2 separate regions of the Mus musculus genome follow, and region 2 is linked to region 1. Evidence: chromatin contacts called from public HiChIP or PLAC-seq data. All regions are on one chromosome and are shown on one strand. The core of a region is the stretch at or near the end of the contact, and the rest is flanking DNA. Distances in the headings are between cores, read along the strand shown. Region 1 holds the start of Tmprss5 (transmembrane protease, serine 5 (spinesin)). Region 2 holds the start of Drd2 (dopamine receptor D2).

Region 1 (3,790 bases), core at 661-3,160:
AGAGGCAGAGGCAGAGGCAGAGGCAGAGGCAGAGGCAGAGGCAGAGGCAGAGGCAGAGGCAGAGGCAGAGGCAGAGGCAGAGGCAGAGGCAGAGGCAGAGGCAGAGGCAGAGGCAGAGGCAGAGAGGCAGAGGCAGAGGCAGAGGCAGGAGGCAGGAGGCAGGAGGCAGGAGGCAGGAGGCAGAGGCAGTGGAGTGCTATGTGCTCAGGACTGGCCTGGTTTTATGTAAATAGCGACAAGTCATTTAAAACTACATTTCTCAAAAAAAAAAAAAAAAAAAAAAAGCCAGGAAAAAAGAGAACCAGAAGAGCAGCTGGGACCCGGGCAGCTAGAGGAGAAGCTGATGATAGTTAATACGATTAGTGGCGCCTTTATGTGCCCACGTTAGCAAAGCCTAAGAAGAAAACACAGGCAAAATACAGGTAGGGCTGGCAGTTCAGAGTGCTTCCTGTGCTTGCAGAGGACCTCAGTTCAGTTCCCAGCACCCCACACTGTGGGGCTCACAACCACGTGTAACTCCAGCTCCAAAGGACCAGACACCCTCTTCTGGCCTGTGTAGCACCTGCATACACATAGCATTTACTTATACAGACACGTATGTGGGCATAAACCTTAAAAAGAATACAGTTAGCTAGCTTCTTTCTCGAATATTCATTCTAAGTTTTGAGCCACTCAAAATAGCCTTTAGCTTGCTGTAAAGTTAAAAGCAAGAGTAATAAACACAGCTAAGTTCTACTGCCTTGGCTGGCTCAAGGAAATGGAACACAGGCTCAGATCACCCTGGGGAGAATGTTGTCTTCATGATTGCGTCAATCAATGCATCGGCAAAGGCTCAGGAATATCAGTGATTTCTTCTTTTCCCAGTCTACCAACCAGCTTCAGCAGTCCTTGTAAGATGTACTATGCTATCTTTTCTCTGAACTCCAGCTTCATTTGTTCCTTGAGCGTTCCTTTTTGGCCTTCTTTTAGTTGACTGGGGAAGGTGCTCTAGGGTAGATGTCCCTAACCTTGGGTCATCTACCATAAGAACCATCTCTTCCCTTCAGTTCTCTGGCCACCATAATATCAGTAATCTAAGCGAGTGATACTAGAGAAAGAGTTCTATATTCAGCATCTCATTTGGTTTGAACCTCAACACTGTGAGGTGAGTATTACGACTCTCCTTTCACAGGGAGGCTGAGTGGGAGAACTGTATTCTGGAGAGATTTGACTCTAAAGCCTGTGCTATCGAATTGATGCATCAGAGGGATCCATGAACGGCAGACTGGAGGAGAGCACCCCACTCTAGTGCCTGCTTCCCTGGTGCCCCTTGGCTTCTCCTTTTAAGAGACATGGCTCCAGGTGTGTCCTGATCCAGCCCGGGATCGGCTGCATTATCTTGAACACTGAAACAAGATCGCACCAATGGCTACTGGATCCCAGGGGTGAACTGGGTGAGGTGGCCTCACTTCCTAGCAATCAGGAGAAAGGTGCACCATGGATACCTCATGGTCATTGTCAGCTCTAACATGGTGACAGCCTGAGACTGCTGGGAAGCTTCCATAGAACTCAGAGACATTTCCACACATGCTAATATCTATCACTCTTTAATGCAGCCCTGTCAGCAAGAAGGGGAACTGTGCTAGTATATACAGGAGACACATTTTTTGGCACAAGAGACCTGGTTGCTAAGCAACAGTAGCCTGCCCCACCTCCCTATTTTCTGTTTCCAAGCTTCCAGTTAGCAGATAGCAGGGGCTGGGGCTGCCAGGCCCAGCCCAGCCCTTGCACTGATCCTCTACAACAAGGGGGCCTATTCATGGGCCCTGAGCATAGTTCATTGTCTCTCTGGTGCGTGTCTATGTGTGTAGGGGTGGGAGACAAGGGGAGGGGCTATGTGTGAACCAGGAAGACTTCATCCTCCAACCACACTGGCTGGGCTGTTGAATCAATCCTGACATGAGGACAGGAGCCTCACCCTGCCCAGCAGAACTTACTGCCTTATATCAGTGCAGCTGACTCATATGGTAAGGTGACGCCCCTGCCATCCCTCCAGTCCTGCTCACCCTCTACCCTGTGGGATGCAAGGTTGTTAGAAGAGCCTCTTCTGGCAGCTCTGGGATAGGAATTGCATCCTAGCATGAGCTATGAAGCTATGAAGTTTTCTCCAGAGGATGCCTTTCTCTTGCCATCGCTACTCTGGGCTGATAAAGCAGTTTACACATGGCTGTACTGAGCAAAGCATTAAAATGGACTCCTACTTAGTATAGCAAAGAGATGTCTTTCCATCGGAGGCCTGAGTTTTCAGGCTATAGCATGAGTTTGGGCAGGTTGTATTTTGAGGCGGGGCAGTGCATGAGACAAGGTGATTAGGTGAGAGGCTGGGCTTGAAGTCTAATGTCTTGGATATTAAGACAAGAGGGAAGCCTGTGTGTGTGTAGAAAGTGCTACCTATCTTGATTCTTCTCTTCCTTTCCTTCCTTGGTTCTTTGGTTCCTTGGTTCCTTGGTTCCTTGGTTCCTTGGTTCCTTGGTTCCTTGGTTCCTTCCTTCCTTCCTTCCTTCCTTCCTTCCTTCCTTCCTTCCTTCCTTCCTTCCTTTCTTTCTTTCTTTCTTTCTTTCTTTCTTTCTTTCTTTCTTTCTTTCTTTCTTTCTTTCTTTCTTTCTCTCTTTCCCTCTTTCTCTCTTTCTCTCTTTCTCTCTTTCTCTCTTTCTCTCTTTCTCTCTCTTTTTCTGGAGACAGCATCTCTTATTGGTTTCTTATTGGTTTGGCTAGGCTAGCTGGCCATCAAGCCCCAGAGATCTAGAATTAATATCAAGTGCTACCAGGCCCTGGGTTTACATAGGTTCTACAGATAGAATTTAAGCTCTCATGATTTCATGGAAGCCCTTTACGGAACTATCTTTTTATGGAGCTGTTTTCTGGACCTTTTCCTTTCCTTTCCTTTCCTTTCCTTTCCTTTCCTTTCCTTTCCTTTCCTTTCCTTTCCTTTCCTTTCCTTTCCTTTCCTTTCCTTTCCTTTCCTTCCCTTCCCTTCCCTTCCCTTCCCTTCCCTTCCCTTCCCTTCCCTTCCCTCTCCTTTTCTTTTTCCCTCCCTCCCTTCCTTTCTTTCCTTCTTTTTTAAAGATTTATTTATTTGTGTGTATGAGTGCTCTATTTGCATGCATGCCTACATGACAAAAGAGGGCATCAGACCCCATTACAGATGGTTGTGAGCCACCATGTGGTTGCTGGAAATTGAACTCAGGACCTTTGAATGAGCAGCCAGTTACACTTAACCTCTGAGGCATCTCTCCAACCCCAAATTATTTTTAAGTTTTTGTTTGTTTGTTTGTTTCTTCATTTTTTTTTTCATTTTTTTGGTTTTTGGCTTTTCGAGACAGGGTTTCTTTGTGTAGCCATAGCCTTCCTGTAAGTCACTCTGTAGATCAGGCTAGCCTCAAACTCAGAGATCTGCTTGCCCCTGCCTCTCTGTCTTCTTTTCTTCCTCTTCCTCCTCCCCCTCCTTCTTCTTTTTAAATTAGGCTTTGTTGTTGTTGTTGTTGCCAAGGCTGTCCTTGTGGATCTCCTCTTCCACCTCCAGAGTGTTGTGATTTCAGGCATCTTCCATTACATCCAGCTAGAATCTAGTTTTGAGATGCTATATTTATTCTATTGGATTACAAATTCATTGAGGAAGTATTTACAGCCTATATGCATTTCTTATTGATATTATTATAATTAACATGTAGCTTGTGTTTTATCCATAAAGCCCTTATTTTCCTCTATTCCTTCTTGTCTTCACCCCTCCTCCCTCCCTCCCTCCTTCCTA
Region 2 (3,790 bases), core at 893-3,392, 240 kb after region 1:
ATAGAGGTAAATTAAAGATTTAAGAGACATATATGGTAGAATATCTCAACTCCCAAGCTCTGTAACATACAATTAAGGAGTTAAAAAAACAAAACAAAACGATTGTATCTCTTTTTCCAAGAAGCATATGAGGGTAAAGGGTGTCCCACTCCCACCTGATGTACTTGGGTTGAGTCCAGTTCTGTCTGGTGGTTGGGGAGGCACTGAGTGACCTCCAGAGGGCCCTGGCAGCCAGGAATCTGGGAGCCTGGTGCAGCCATTGCTTAACCACAGATGTTCCCTGCCATCAATCACCCAGAGCATCTGTTTTCTGCACTGCTTGTTTAAAAAAGCAAGGCGTTTGCTAATTGAAAACTAAAAGATCCATCCGTCTCACTCACAGCCAGCATGAAATCACTCAGCCATGCATGATGTGGGTAAAAAAGGCAGCGCAGAGGTGTAGTGTCCATTGAGGTCATTTGGCTGGCTCCTGCTTCTGCCTCCTCAACCAGCAAAGCCAACCTTACCATTTAAGGGCAGCCAGAGAGCTTATTCATATATAGTTCCTTCATCGAGAATTCACCTATTATTCTCGGTGCACCCCAGAGAAATAAGCATTGCTTGGACCAATGTAAAGATATGAACACGGAGACCCAGAGAGATTAAACAATTAAAGTAACATCTACAACTGGCAAGTGATAGAGGCAGGACACCAGATCATGTGAGAATGCATAGAGGTGGTGGGTTGAACAGGACACAAATCCTATCTAAGTGGGTTTTTTTCTTGGGATGAACATATCCAGGGTACATAGGAAAACAGTGGAGATTCAACCCTATCTTAATGTTTGAATGCCTTAAAAGCAAATGTGAAAAGTTCTAATGTTTCTGGTAGTTCTAATACTTCCCTACCATGCCTAAAGGAGACCCACGAATAGACCATATCCAAAGACTAATGAAGAGGGACAGAGGAGGCTACATCATGTTCAGGAAGTTTCCACTCCTTTAAATGCCTCCACAGATGGCCATATCTAAGGAAAACGTGCCATGTATCAGGGCTGTTCCACTGCTCAGTCCTCGTGGGGCTTGGAAGGGCACACCTCTTTGGGCCCCAGTTTCCACCTTTACATCAAACAGTGATTAATTGAATATTAAGGTCTCTGCTTCCAATCCTAATTTTCCAGAATTGTGTGGATCAATGGAAGGAGTTTCTTCTTTGTGGCTAAGTGGCATGGCCGCTTGCTGTATGCAGAACGTCCTCTGTGCTGCTGTCCGAGGAATTCTGTGGTGCCTTCTCCTTGGGGACTTGCGTTGGCCCTTCAATGCCCAGCTCCTGTGAGGTCTCCCTGTTGGTACTCCACAGCACCTGCTTAAGCTACAAGTGTTTGGAAGTCTCTACTCTGGAGTGGCCCCACGCGAACGGGACCCTGTTTTTATTCCTCTGTTACTCCTGAATCTCATATAGAAGCTGGCGGAGGCAGGGCAGAGGGACAGAAAGCACCAGCTGGATCGGAGAGAAAGAGGATGGAAAGGGGAGTAGGTTCCCTGGCTAGGGCCGAAGAAGATCACATTTCTCTTCCTCTCCCTTCTCCTGCTCCTCAGTGCAGAGGGCAGGGTGAGCTGGAACTCCCAGGGCACTCTTTATCATTTCCACTTTATCATTTCCATCTTAGATCTGCTCTGCCCAGGTCTTCCTTTGGGAAAGTTCAACAGCGAAACTAACCGCTGTGATTTTCAGACGTCTGTACACGGACCCTGGATGTCTTTCCGGAATCTATTTCTTCTTTAAAGACTTGATGTACCACTGGTAGTGCTTCAGCTAGCCCTTGGCCCTGATTCCTCAAAGGAGGGGATCGACAGGCTAATGTTGTGAATGCTAGACCAGAATAGGTTTGATGGACAGGGTGTTACTTAATGAGTGTAGGGGGGACACCGGCGAGCAGTCCAGAGCACAGGTTATCCTCTACTCAAAGCCAGAAACGGATGCTGTGTCTCAGCTCTCCTGGGTTCCTTCCCCAGGCCCCGCAGTGCAGAGATAGCACTGGGGCCCTGGGTGGGTGGGGCCTGTCCCAGGGGCGGGGTTCCCGGGCGCCTCGTGGCCAGGGTGACCCCGCCCCCTCCCTCCTGCGCGCGCGGCGCTCTGACTCCACGGAGCTGTCCAGCCTCAGTGCCGGAGCTGGTCGCCTCTCGCGCGCAGCGCCGACTGCCCGCCTCCCCGCCTGGTCCCCGCGCTGCGCTCCCGCCCTCCCGCCCCGCCTCGCCCTGCCCCGCCGCGGCCCGTCCACTGCTCCCCGCGGGCCCGAGCCGGCCGAGCGGCTGCCCGCCGGGGATCTGAACGGCGCGGCGGGGCCGGGAGCCGAGGGACCCGCAGAGGGGACCGGCGGCCCCGGACGGCTGCCGGAGGGGCGGCCGTGCGTGGATGCGGCGGGAGCTGGAAGCCTCGAGCAGCCGGCGCCTTCTCTGGCCCCGGGCGCCCTATGGCTTGAAGGTAAGAACTGGTTGGCTGGAGCCAAAAGCAGTCTGTGGCCTCTGCACCGGTCGAAGCGTCTAGAGATGACCGGCCGGGAACAGAAGTTTGTCCAGCCACTCTAGCGCCGCCTGTCCGGGAGCACCCTTTCCACTGAGTCTCCGTCGGGGAGATTGCGTTCCGGGCGTCGGAAACCTGAAGGATGGCCATCCCCAGTCCTTCTTTCTTAGCGTTCTTCGCGCTTTCCTGTCTGGGCGGGAGTCCTGATCCTGGCTAACAGTCGGTGTAGCTGTGGCTTCAGAGGGTAGGGCATTGTCCTCCTGGTATTCAAGACTAGGACCCCAGGCGCGCACTAGAGTTTCCCACCACCCAAAAGGAAGAAGGGTTGTTTTTGACTTTTCTGTTATTGGTGCAACCGGAGACTTTTGAAAGGGCTAAAGCCAAGGTTGATGGTGAAGCTGCTTCCGGGAGCGGTCTTCCATCCTTAGGCTTTCTGCTGTCCTTGGTGCTGAATCCCGTTCTCTGTCCGCTGCTCTGTCACCCAGTCCGAAAGAAAGCCGGGTATTTTAGACCCATTTTCCCCAGGGAGTGTAGGTGACAGTGGGGGCGGGAGACAGTGATAGAAGGGGACTGTCCATCTCTGGAATGGATCAAGAGCCTCACTAAGTCCATATGCGAAGAAGCTTCTCTAAGCGTCAAACAGAGCACTTCCCTTTTTCCTTTTTTTGCGGCGGGCAGCCTGTGAGGTCTCTCTTGAGGAGCAGAGTTAAGAGAGCCGGTTGCCACCTACACAACAGGCTTTGCCATGGACACAAGGAACAGCATTGCAGCTCCCTGGGGATAGGCCCTTGTTCTCAGCCACAGGGAAACTGCTTCAGCGAGTCATCTTTTTCCTCACTGGGTACCTCACTGGGTTCTTTTCTGGGGCTCCTGAGGTTGGATGAGGTGCAATCCAGTGTGTGCACTCCCTCTCTAGGTCCCTTTGCACACTCAACAATTTATGGATTCTGACTAGGCTGCAAACCTTTGAGGACAATCTTGATTCTCTCTTTGGGAACTAGATGTTCAGCGTTACCCCAAACCCTGCTTCAGATGCAAATACTGTGTTTATGCCTGACCCACCCGGCCGCATTAGAGCTACTTGAGAAAGCATTCTTTTCATCTTTCCTGTGTGCTGTTGTTTGATGAGGGTGGGCAGAAAGCAGCCTACACGAGTGCAACTGATTTAAAGAGAACCAGGAGGCTGATTTACTGGGTCCCTGCCCCCTGGCTTGGACTTTGTGGTTTCATGTTTGCAAATGCACTAAAAATCTGTTTTATTGGGGCTTTGATAACATTTTTGAAGTC

The links. HiChIP or PLAC-seq counts read pairs in DNA pulled down with a chosen protein or histone mark.
Region 2: a contact with region 1 is called in an H3K4me3 HiChIP or PLAC-seq map of forebrain, with 4 times the contacts expected there. The contact joins the promoter of Drd2 here to the promoter of Tmprss5 in region 1. A contact is called at or near these places in 1 of 39 promoter capture datasets (stem cell-derived epiblast-like cells), 1 of 484 Hi-C or Micro-C datasets (cerebellar granule neurons) and 2 of 115 datasets of contacts at active chromatin or transcription factors (embryonic basal ganglia and forebrain).

What each region holds. Positions count from the first base shown.
Region 1 is chr9:49,100,818-49,104,607 of GRCm38.p6, forward strand. It overlaps Tmprss5 (transmembrane protease, serine 5 (spinesin)), which reads left to right and starts at 1,911. Exons shown (of 13, transcript NM_001359460.1): 1 at 1,911-2,006. The coding sequence starts at 2,004.
Region 2 is chr9:49,338,261-49,342,050 of GRCm38.p6, forward strand. It overlaps Drd2 (dopamine receptor D2), which reads left to right and starts at 2,143. Exons shown (of 8, transcript NM_010077.3): 1 at 2,143-2,464.